Linked DNA regions of Capsicum annuum: region 1 is linked to region 2. A link is a contact called in public Hi-C data. All regions are on one chromosome and are shown on one strand. Each heading gives the region's core, a stretch centred on a gene start, on an enhancer-like site or on the middle of the called end of the contact. The rest is flanking DNA. Distances are from core to core; before and after follow the strand shown.

Region 1 (6,620 bases), core at 1,333-3,832, 91 kb after region 2:
ATTCATGCTTTCTTTGTTCGTAAACACAAAATGAAAGAAATTCTTCTCTATTTTTAAGATTCTCTGTCCGACGGGATAACCCCACACCCTTGGTATGGTATTTCTTACACCTTGTAAGCTTATTTATTTATCCGCAATAATTTTATCGAGGACACTTACTTCACAATCTTGTAAACTTATTTTAATATCAGAGAAGTCGAGCTCAACCGCATCTTTCTCGTCTTCCATTAGAATAAAGCTTCACAGACATTCCGTAATTTCCTCTTCCATAGTTGATGTTCACCTATTTAGTTTTTGAGAAATCTATAAGGTAAGTGGTGAAAATAGGTGGTTTGATTATTAAAAACAGTAAACTGATATGTTTTTGTGGGTTTTTAGGATTCAAGGAGAGTATTTTGGGTGTTTTGAATGGCTAAAAATGTTTGAGATCACATGAAATTTTATTAGGCTGGGTTGTTTGTTGTTGTTGGGTAATTATCTGTAACAAAGTTAATGAATATCTTCAGCAAGATAAGAATTAGAATCCTACTAGGAGGAAAATACTCCCATGCAGGGAGAAAGCAACTCTCACGTAGAGAGAAAAACGTCTTTCCAAAAGGGGCTTCCTTTATTATTAATACTATTATACCCTACTTCTATATGACAGTATTGTTCTCAATACATTGAATATGTAACAAGATGTAATTTTGAATTGTATGGACAAATTGGGGTTAAAATTTTACCAAAAAGAAGTTACTTAGATGATTTCTTTTCATTTTACTTCAGTATAATTTTTTACGAGTAGAGTTACTTAATATTTTTATGTTAGTAAGTGGAATGCATAGCCAATGAAATAATTAAAGTCCGTATAAATTGAGGTAAACATCATTGTTGTAAAAAATAGTTAAAATAATATAATTTTGCAATCTTTGAAGTTAAACGATATAGTGTGAGTGACATAATTAGGAATACGTCTGGAAAAGCTTATTTTGAACTATTAAAAATATATAGTTAGATACTTATGTTTTATAAATAATTTCATTAACGGTAAAAGAAAATTTTAAAACTAGATTATTTTTAATATAGTTAAGTGATGTTTTTTTTTTTGAAACAAATTAAAAAGAAATGATTGCAACATAAAATGAAAACAAAAGGAGTACTACTTCTCTTTGGACCAGGAATTTGTTTAATATTTAATAGAATTAATTAAATTCGTATTTTTTCGTATTTAGTCTGAACATGCTTAATTGAGAAATTAGATAATGGCATACACAAATTTTGTATTTTGATGAATAGAGTTACATAATATTTTTATGTTAATAAATGAAATGCATAATCAATGAAATAATTAAAGTTCGTATAAATTGAGCTAAATATCATTGTCATAAAATAGTATAAAATAATATAATTTTGCATAAATCTTTGAAGTTAAATGGTATAATGTGAGTGATATAATAAAAGAATACGTTTGAAATAGCTTATTTTGACGAATTAAAAATACATATAGTTAGATATTTATATTTGATAAACAATTTCATTAACGGTAAACCAAAAAACTTACAATTAAATTATTTTTAATATAGTTAAGTATCCTTTTTGTAACAAACTAAAAAGAAACGGCTCCAAAATAAAATGGAAACAAAAGGTACTCTACTTCTCTTTGGACCATTAGGAATGTGTTTAATATTTAATAGAATTAATTAAATTCGTAATTTTTCGTATTTAGTCTGAACAAGCTTAATTGAGACAAATTAAATCACGGCAAACAAAAATTGTTAAATTTTAAATAAAGTCCCACATATGTAACACATGATTGTCTTCTTTAACCACTCTTCTTTTCTCTAATCTAAGTTCCAAATTTGTTTTACATGTGATGCCTCCTAAAAGAAACACTTGCACCATGTTCTTGAAAATGCAAACTAAAGAGCATGTCAAAAAGAAAAAGGATATTAAAAGAGTGATCACTGTGGGGAAAAGAATTAATAGAACCTATGCCTAAGCATTAATCTATATGTTGGAAATATTATTTTCTAGGAAAATATAAATTTTATTTTGCTATCTTTTATAGTTTTTATTTATATTATATTTATTTCCTAATTTTATTTAAGTTTTATCTTGATTATGCTTTAATCTCCTTTTTTGAAAATTGGAGTGTGTAATTACTTACTCCCAGTTGTACAAAATTCTTTCCCTTAGTTGGCCGAATAAGTTATATCCAATCAATTCAAATCCACAATTACCAAATATCTTTTCAAACACGCCCTTAAAGGGCGTTTGATGTGAGGTATAAAGAATAAATAATTTCGGGATAAAATGAAGGACTATTTTATCCCATGTTTGATATGAGGTATTATTTAGTACCGAAATTAGTTATCTCACTATTTACACCATAATGATGGAATAAGTTATTCTATATACATGGCAGAATAAGTCCCGGGACAACTCTTTCCCAACCAAACCACACCTTAAAGAAAAATCATGATCAACTGCCAATTAACAACACTTTAAATATAACTTTTCCACCTAATCTTATTATCTCCTAAACCCCTTCAAATATCAATGGGTTGTTCTAAAATAAGGTACATTCACTGAGGGCTTCAGTAGCCAGCCCATATTCAAGTCCAGAAGAAGGGAAAAGGAAAAATAGTTGAACGATGAGAGGGCCACAGAGTTTGGACTCAATGAAGAAATTGGACATATATTGGCCCAAATTATTGCTGTAACTCCGAGAGTTAGGTTAAAATTGAACAAATAAATGGATTATTATCCACATAGTTTAAGATCAATTTTAATAGTATAAATAACACAAATCCCAGTCTTATTAGACTTATTTACCTTCTTCCCCATCTTATTAATTAATTTGTTCTCTCTTTCGATTAATATGCATAGCTCTGCCACTATATACATACCGCGCTATGTATATGAAAATCTACTGCCAACATTTTAATAGGAAAATAACAGATTTTCTCTTATATTTAAGACGCAATTAATGCCGCAACATTAATAATAAATTACAACATCCCTTAATTTGTGTAACAACTATACTAATTCAAATTTTGAAAAACAACAATACATAAAAAGAAAATCAACCAAAAAATCAGAAATCACAAACAATCCAATCACTGATTTTTGATCTCTTGAAAAAAAAATTGATTTTATTTGTATTAAACAAGATAAATATTGCAATTCTTTTGAGGCACTCTGTTGAATGAAAAAATGAAACAAAATATATATTCATTGTATGTTCCAGATTTTGAAGTTAATTATCGTGATGACATATAATTATGTGTATTGTTATGTATATTTTGATGATTAATACTTGCTATTGATGTTATTAAATGTTTATGGAGTATCAAAATTATGTAATTGTACAACTATGGTAATCGCAACAATTTATAAGTAAATATGTATTTGAAAAAAAAATGACTTTAACTAATACTTTATAGATTATTATGTGGAAATGTAAAGATTAGTTACGTATATGAAAATTTTATTTTGCAATTGATTTTATTGTGTTAGAAAGTAATATGTCATGTATTTAACTGGTGTTCATATGAATGCATGTATATGGATGGATGGATGGATAGATGGATAGATGGATAGATGGATAGATAGATCGATAGATGGATCGATCGATCGATAGATAGATGGATGGATGGATGGATGGATGGATGGATAGCTAGATAGATCGATCAATCGATGGATGGATGAATGGATGGATGGATGGATGGATGGATAGATGGACAGATGGATAGATGGATAGATAGATGGATAGATGGATGGATGGATGGATGGATAGATGGATGGATGGATGGATAGATGGATGGATAGATAGATAGATGGATGGATGGATATATGGATGGATGGATAGATAGATGGACGGACGGACGGACGGACAGATGGACGGACAAACGGACAAACGGACAGACGGACGGACAGATGGACGGATGGACGGACAAACGGACAGACGGACAGACGGGGAGATGGATGGATGGATGGACAAATGGACAGACGGGCAGACGGACATACGGACAGACGGACGGACGGACGGATGGACGGAGACAGACAGATAGACAGATAGATAGATAGATGGATCGATCGATAGATAGATCGAATGATAGATAGATCGATAGATCAATAGATCGATAGATCGATAGATAAATCGAATAATAGATAGGTAGGTAGGTAGGTAGGTAGGTCGGTCGGTAGGTAGGTAGATAGATAGATAGATAGATAGATAGAGTAAGAGTTTGAATCAAACATGGTAACGAATTCAAAAATTGTAACTTCTGCATAATGGCTCCTTGATTTTAGGCTTCTTTCAAGGAGAACAACCGTACAAAAGTTGCAAAAGTTATGTATATGTACTTTTAGAGAGAGAAATTTAAAAAATGCAATTTTGTAATATGTTTTGAAAGTTGGGATTTTGTGTAATATGTGATACTTAAGTTGTGGCTTTTTGTAATTTTTAAATTTTAATAACCAATAAATCACCAAACTCTTCAGCCAACTTCGAACTTATTTTTTTCATGTATTTTTGTTTTTGAATTTGTAGCTTTACCGATAAGAAAATTGGACTCTGTCTAATTCGACCCCAGATACTAATTAATGAGATAAAAAATTATTTAATATCATATAAAGAGATTCAAATATATCATCAACTGGAATGTGCGATTTCAGAACAGATGAGTTCTTGCATGGTTAGGATCATTGTTTATTTCCCTTCACATAACTTATTATAAATCTCTCTCTCTCTCCCCTTATATATATATATATATGTGTGTGTGTGTGTGTGTGTGTGTGTGTGTGTGTATATATATTAGAAATACGCTGATGTAGCATATTTTTAAGGCTTTATTTCTATTTTTCCTTTTTCTCATTGTTTTGACATTTTATTGGTTTATTTCTTCATTATAATGCAATTATTTAATTATCAAAGGGCAATGGTTTTGTTATTGGAGAGTCACACCTGAATAATTTCATTTAGGCTTACTTGAAGTAAATGCCAGATGCATTTATGTTTTTGAAACTTTTCAACTCTAATTCTCTTAATTATTGTTTTTATCTTCCTCTTTTGTCGGTTATTATTGTAGTAAAAAAAGAAAATAAAGAGTTTTGAAGGTTATTAAGAATTACTAAATATTTTGAAGTAAATTAAGATAATGAACAGTCATAATAATTAAGTAGTCATCTTACAGACTTGCCCACGTGAATAAATAGTTCAAAAAATTATTGAGTGGATGGTTTTAATGATCAGCATTGTGATTTTTTTCTTTCTGTTCTTTGCTTAGTTACTTCTTCTATAATATTTTTTCCTCAGTTTGGAAGAAATACCTGACATGTTTTTTAGTTACAATTTTATGAACGTTGGCAGGATTGTTGGAATTAGATATAGGGATCAAACTTGCATTTGTAACAACTTATGCACTATCCAGACACAAATTGCAATGAAGAGATTTTCAAGATACATGTGATTTTAATAGCTTCATGAATGAGGGTACGTAACCGAATCATCAATTCGGAAGATAAGTTTATTTTTTAAGTTATGCCATATATATGTATAATTTTTTTGAAAAAAGAAGAGAAGTTAAGAAAATGACTAACAATATATCTTCTGCAGATGAGAAGGGCAATCTGTTTTTTTTTCTTTTTTGATAAAATGAACAAAAGTGAAGAAAATAAAATAATCTTCTTCTTGGTTGAGGCGCGGACATCTCGCTCTCTTTAAGGAGATTCAAGCTCATTGTGGCATAATCTACACCAATCCAGCAGTATAACTCGTGACTTGTCCCCTCCAAGCTACAACAACCCATCAACAATGTACAACTCAAACAACTCTGGATTAGTTGAAGAGTCCAAAGCTCCACCATAAGAACACCTTCCTTTAACATATTTTTACCCTCTTTGTACAGTAAAAATATAGTTAAAGACTTAGAATATTTTCTTTGCCTCAACACTTTCTTTCACTAATATAATTACTCTCTTTGTATAGTGAATATAGTTGTAGATTTCGAATATTTTCTTTGTCTCAACTTTCTCTTTCAGTACTACACACTATAATTTTTTTCACACTTATTATATTTCCTTGTACATACAATAACATGCAAGTTCACCTATATTTATAGGTGAGATATTCATCCTTGTATTGAATAGAAAGAATATGGTGTAGTAAAGTGAGTACATGAATGATCTATTGGTTACAAATGTTACAAGAGTTACATGGAACTAATGGTCATATAAGTTACAAGAACTAATACCCATGAGAGTTGCAAGAACTAATTGCAATATGAGTTACAATAACTAATGATCATCTTTACCACAATTTGTACCCACTAACTCAAAAAGATAATGTGGTGAATTACAACAATAATGACACCACTTTGTCTACTTTATGTTTACTAATGTCATGCACTTTAATTTATTTTTATAATAAAATTCACCAACATTCCTCCACTCATTTTAATATTTAAATAAGAGAGTTCCTCACCAATTTAGTTTAAGGGAGATCATTATGCATAATGAAGGTGTGCTCTCATTGAACCTTCACTTAGTAAAACAGTAACATTTACTCCAGAGTCAGTAGTGGTCTCAGAGTTGAACTATGACTGCTTAAGAAAAATAAAATATCACTGCCTACACAC
Region 2 (6,614 bases), core at 2,866-5,365:
GTTTCAGGAGGATTAGAGGTAGGCCAAAAAAATACTGAAGAGAAGTGATTAGGCACGACATGGGGCTGTTACAGCTTTCTGAGGACATGACTCTAGATAGGAAGGTGTGGAGGTCGCGGATTAGGGTAGAAGGTTAATGCGTGTGTAGGTTGTAGCTAGTAGTTAGGGAGATCTAGTGTAGCCGACTTAGTAAGCCTATGACTGTGCCCACTGGTAGGAGGCGTTAGTGTATGCTATTACGAGGGGGTGGCCTTTTCCTATTTCTTATTTACTGTTTTTCTTTTACTTTCATATTGCTCTTATTTTCATGGCTCTCTTAGCTCTATTTGTATTATTTCTCATTTCTTATTTCTGTTATGCCATCCATTCTACTTCAGATATTACTATGACCTTGCTAACTATTCTTTATCTTGAGACGGGGGTCTATCGAAAACAACCTCTCTACTTTTTCGAAAATAGCGGTATAGACTGCGTACATTTTACCCTCCCCAGACCCCACTTGGTGGGAATTCACTGGGTTTGTTGTTGTTGTTATTTTTTCCTTTAATTTTATTATTCTATTTTTTATTATTTCATTTTTTATTTTTTCCTTTAATTTTATTTTCATGTTTTAATTCATTTGTCTCAACCTTTATTTTATTTTCTTTTTTTTTTCTCAAACATTATCTATTTCTTTTTTTCTCCTTTTTAATTCATTTGTCTTTAACCTTTATTTTTCTTTTATTTTTTATTTTTATCAGTTCTCTTTTTTTTTCCTCATTTTTCTCAAACTTTATTTTTATTTTTTCTCTCATTTTTTATTTTCTCAATTTTTTAATTCTTTGCTTTTTTTCTCAATCTCTATTTTTTCTTGCCTTTTTTTTCTCATTTTTTTTATTTCTCTATTTTATTTGATCATTTATTCTTTTTTCAGTTCTTTTTTTCCCCTCATTTTCCTTAAACTTTATTTTTATTTTTTCTCAATTTTTTTAATACTTCATTTTTTTCATGATCTTTATTTTTTTTATTTTCTTTTTTTCTCAATATTTTTTTTATTTCTCTATTTTGTTTGATCATTTTTTTCTTTTTTTCTCAACTTCTATTATATTTTTCTAATAAATAAAAAAATGAATAATCCGCAAATGTATCTTCTTTTTTTGACATCAAAGCAAATTTAAGGGTATGAATTGTTGTTACGAAGTTCTTTGAAAATTCTTGAGATAAGTCGTGTCTCTAAGGGGGGAGTTGTAGAATATCTCATAAATAAAGGCATAATATGGTAGTGTCAACTCTTGCCCGTGTGGCATAATTTATTATTTGAAAGTCCTTGAGCTAAGTCTTGCCTCTAATGCAAGAGTTATAGAACATCCCATAAATGAAGACATACCGTGGTAGTGTCAACTCCTGTCCATGGAGCATAATTTGTAGTTTGAAAGTCTTTGAGCTAAGTCTTGCCAATAAGGTAATAGTTGTAGAACATCTCATAAATGAAAACATAACGTGGTAGAGTCAACTCTTGCCCGTGGGGCATAATTTGTAGTTTGAAAGTCCTTGAGCTAATTAAGTCTTTCCTCTAAGGCAAGAGTTGTAGAACATCTCATAAATGAAAACATAACGTGGTAGTATCAACTCTTGCCCGTGGGACATAATTTATAGTTTGAAAGTCCTTGAGCTAAGTCTTGCCTCTAATGCAATAGTTGTAGAACATCTCAGAAATGAAAACATAACGTGGTAGAGTCAACTCTTGCCCGTGAGGCATAATTTGTAGTTTGAAAATCCTTGAGCTAATTAAGTCTTGCCTTTAAGGTAATAGTTGTAGAACATATCATAAATGAAAACATAATGTAGTAAAGTCAACTCTTGCTCGTGGGGCATAATTTGTAGTTTGAAAGTCCTTGAGTCAAGTTTTGCCTTTAAGGCAAGAGTTGTAGAACATCTCATAAATGAAAACATAATGTGGTAAAGTCAACTTTTGCCCGTGGGGCATAATTTATTGTTTGAAAGTCCTTGAGCTAAGTCTTGCCTCTAAGGTAATAGTTGTAGAACATCTCATAAATGAAAATATAACGTGGTAGAGTCAACTCTTGCCTGTGGGGCATAATTTGTTATTTGAAAGTCCTTGAGTTAAGTTTTGCTTCTAAGGCAATAGTTGTAGAACATCTCATAAATGAAAACATAACGCGGTAGAGTCAACTCTTGCACGTGGGACATAATTTGTTGTTTGAAAGTCCCTAAGCTAAGTCTTGCCTCTAAGATAATAGTTGTAGAACATCTCATAAATCAAAATACAATGTGGAAGTGTCGACTCTTGCCCACGAAACATAACTTGTTGTTTGAAAGCCCTTGAGCTACGTCTTGTCTCTAAGGCAATAGTTGTAGAACATCTCGTAAATGAAAACATAACGTGGTAGAATTAACTCTTGCCCGTCGGGTATAATTTGCTATTTGAAAGTCCCTGAGCTAAGTCTTTCCTCTAAGGTAAGAGTTATAAAACATCTCATAAATCAAAATACAATGTGATAGTGTCGACTTTTGCCCATGAAACATAACTTGTTGTTTGAAAGTCATAAGTCTTGCCTCTACAATGTAGTAGTGTCAACTCTTACCCATGAAACGTAGTTTATTGTTCAAAAGTTGTAAGTCTTGTCTTTATAATGTGATAGTATCAACTCCTGCTCATAAGATGTAACTTAAATGAAATAAATCGAAAAAAAGAATAAAAATAATAAAAATTGCAGAAAAAGAAGAAAATGAAGAAATATATTATAAAAATAAAAGAAAATGTAGAAGTTGAGAGAGAATAAGAAAAAAATAAAGATTGATAAAAAAAGAAAGATTAAATAAAAATAAAGGTCGAAAAAAATTTCAAAAGATAAATAAAACAATTTTTCTTTTATAAAAGTAGACGTTGAAAAGTATAAAGAAAAAAGTAAGTGTTGAGAAAAACTTAAAAAACAAAAAAAAAAAGGAAGGAAAAAATAAAAATAATATAAAAGAAAAAAAGAAGTTGAGAGGAAAAAAGGAAAAAAGTAAGGGTTTAGAAAATTAAAACGAAAAAAGAAAAATCAAAATAAAATTAATAAGAGAAAAAAAATAAAAGTTGAAAGATATAAATATGGAGTTGTTATCCATTATGAGGATCATTTATATAATTTACTCCATTGATCAGGGGTCATTTTGTCCAAAAAAAATATTAGTTAACAGGTAAAAGCTATTTTAAGAAAGTTATTTTATTTGGGGCTAAAATTTGAAAGTCAACCCAATTTAAATCTATTTTTAAGATTCACCTTCTTACAGATGTGGTCTGCAGATGGGCGGGCTCTTTGGTGGACTGCAGGCTAGTATCACCGGCTATGGCCCATGAGTACTAGTCCATATGGGCTTATTGTGTAATCTGAGCCCAACTTATAGAGCTCAATTTTGAGTCGAGGCCTACATTCCATTGATTTGTCAGATGGTCACTCAATTAATAATTATTATTTTAAAAAATAATTTTATTTATTGAAGAAATTAGTATTAGAAAAAGTGACTTTATGAAATAATAACATCATTAGTTGAGTGAAAATCAAGCCGGCCTAGATTCTGGGACGATCTTAATATTAAATGTAGGGTTTAACTCAATTCACATAGGAGTGGGGAGACTCAAAGTATGTACATTCCGTTTTGTGAACAAATTCAGGTCCAGCTGATGAATGAAATAACAATTTCAAAGAAGAACAGCAGATCACCATTTTTTTTGACAGTTAATAGTATTTAAAAGATACTAGTAGGATCTAATGGACAATAATTAGTAAATACTCTCACCGTTTCGGAATAAGTGAATTGTTGAAGTATTTATTGGTGTCTCACCGTTTCGGAATAAGTGAATTGTTGAAGTATTTATTGGTGTTTCAAAATAAGTGAATCGTTAAATTTTTTTTTCAAATTTACCCTTATGATTTGACAACCAATTAATTTTTCAAAAGGTATGACAAGGTCAATTGTTTTTTTTTGGTAAAAATGAAAAGTTATGTTAAATTTATGTCTTTAATATTTTTTCTTTAATTTGTGTGTCAAAATTCAACAATTTATTTATTATGAAACGGAGGGAGTAGTATTATCTTTATATTAGATAGATGCTTAGGTTATACAACAATAACATATCGTGCGGGATCTAAGAAGAATGTGATATAAGCAAATCTTATCGCTACTTTGAGGGGCAGTGTTATTTATCATTATTCCTATAGCAAGTATCTGTTCAATAAATAATGGAGTTTGTATTTTTTTTTTAACTTTTCATGCCTTTTGTATAAGAAGTATTTTATATTACATGCGACTATGAGTCCTTTTAGTGGCTGTGATAGAATTTCGTACCAAGACTGAGAGAAACTCATGGAGATCCTCTCATTTTTCACATCAGAAACAGAAACGCAATGACTGATTCAGATCGAAGAAAAAAAGAACATGGAAAAACGACCATCTTTCAAATGTCTTCTAGACTAACTCCATCTTGTTCGACTAGCATTTCCGATCCTGGTCATTCATAGATAGTTGGCACTTTTAGTCCTAAGCTATCGCTCGTTCCCAATAGCCGCCGCAGTTCTGCCTTTCCCCTATTTCGTTAAAAACAGGAATTGGAATTGATCTGACAATAGCTAAGGAAAATCTATCTCTCTACCTTTCCCCCTGAAACATTAAATCTTGTCATCAATAAATTTTATCATCAAAAACAAATCTTCTTGTTTGATCTCTTACGTGGTGATCAGAAGCTACGAGAAAGATTTTAAAAAATCAATATCCCGGCTCCAATAACTTCCTCGTAATGGAGGTGAGGTACTTCTTTTATTTGAAAAAAGGATCAATCACATGATCATGTTTTGTACAAATTTTCTGCATTAAATTAAGAAATTGGACAAAGGGAAAAAAATAAGAAGAAACAGGAGTTATTAGAGTGACTAACATGCCAAGCAAGCTAAAGAAGGCAATTGCTGCAGTGAAAGATCAAACCAGCATTAGCCTTGCCAAAGTTTCTAGCAACACTTCCTCAACACTTGAAGTTGCTGTCTTAAAAGCCACCACACACGATGATGTCCCTGTTGATGAGCGTTACATTCATGAGGTTGTCCAATTAGTCTCCTCCAACAAGGCCTACGCAGCTGCATGTGCTCGTGCCATTGGCAAACGCATTGGTCGTACTAGGAATTGGATCGTCGCCCTCAAATCTTTAATGCTTGTCCTTAGAATCTTCCAAGATGGCGATCCTTATTTCCCTCGAGAAGTCCTTCATGCCATGAAACGTGGCACCAAAATTCTCAACCTTTCCAATTTTCGCGATGATTCAAATTCTAGCCCCTGGGATTTCACCGCCTTTATTAGAACGTTTGCACTTTATCTTGATGAGCGTTTAGATTGTTTTCTCACGGGAAAACTCCAAAGGCGGTGCAATTACAACGACCCTGTAAACTCCACCTATTCACGGAGTTGCAGTGATATTAGCAGGAGTAGGAGGAGCAGGAGCACGACTAATGAGGCGATACGCGAAATGAAACCAGCAATGCTACTTGACAAGATTTCGTATTGGCAAAGATTGCTTGAAAGGGCAATTGCTACACGGCCAACAGGTGCAGCCAAGACCAATTCTCTAGTACTAGCTGCTCTATATGATGTGGTACAAGAAAGTTTTGATCTTTACAAGGATATCTCTGATGGGCTTGCTCTTGTTCTTGATAGTTTTTTCCATTTACCATACCAAACATGTGTAAATGCCTTTCAAACTTGTGTTAGATCAGCGAAGCAATTCGAGGAGGTCAGCACATTTTATTCGTTATGTAAAGACATTGGTGTTGGCAGGACATCACTGTATCCGAGTGTACAAACTATAAGCGAGGAGTTAATTGAGTCATTACAAGAATTTCTCAAGGACAAATCTTCATTTCCAGTGAAATCTTCAGCAGATTTGATTCCTCAAGGACAAGTTTCAAAGAAGTTCTCAAGAAGTGGGTTTGACAGTTATGGTGGACAATCTGAGTTCTCTCTTGCAACGACTGAGACATATTCAGGTAGGAGTACTCCAACTGCTTCAGGGAACGGTTCGCCTTCTAGTTCACTAGAAGATCTAATAAAAGCCACGGTAACAGGGAGGAGCCCGTCTATTTCAATCGATTTGGAGGCCTATTCGGATATTCAATCAAAGAAGCCATTTAATGACGATGTGTGCGATACAGGTTCTGCAAGATCATTGCCAGTGTCCATGACTGATCTTGTTTCTTTATCAGAAGATAATGGAAACGAAGGCAATGAGGACGAAGTACAAGATCAGAAGCAGCAACCTGTTGAAGAGAAAGCAAAAGAACTTGACACTAAAGAAGCTAAACAAGAACAGATAAAGGAGAAACAAAAGCCTACATTAGATTCTTTAAGTTCAGTCAAAGGATGGGAAGATGTACTTAATGAGGCCTTAGTGTCATCCCCTTCTTTTAACGCCTTTCCAGACCAACAAGAACCAAAAGAGGTGCCAAGAAATGGAGAAAATATGTCCTCTGTTGAGGCTTCTTCAAGCACTGGTTGGGATTTGACACTATTTGAAGCAACCCCACAAGCAAAATCAGGACAACCCATGCCTAGTGCTGCTTCTAACGACGTTAACAGCTTCAATG

Evidence for each region. Hi-C and Micro-C count contacts between places; a contact is called where the count stands out from the background.
Region 1: a Hi-C map of leaf shows a contact between it and region 2, with 4 times the contacts expected there. The contact joins the enhancer-like site here to the promoter of LOC107878180 in region 2. A contact is called at or near these places in 3 of 5 Hi-C or Micro-C datasets (bud, leaf and placenta).

The regions. Positions count from the first base shown.
Region 1 is chr7:171,367,154-171,373,773 of UCD10Xv1.1, forward strand. No RefSeq gene overlaps it. Among protein-coding and RNA genes, the nearest start is that of LOC107857054, 65 kb to the left of the region's middle. Within about 2 kb of position 2,583, at least 2 of the 5 cell types and tissues checked have an H3K27ac peak or open chromatin away from gene starts, as enhancers often do. A contact at or near this core is called in leaf, where this site is marked.
Region 2 is chr7:171,274,403-171,281,016 of UCD10Xv1.1, forward strand. LOC107878180 (clathrin coat assembly protein AP180-like) reads left to right here and starts at 4,116. Exons shown (of 1, transcript XM_016725097.2): 1 at 4,116-6,614. The coding sequence starts at 4,919.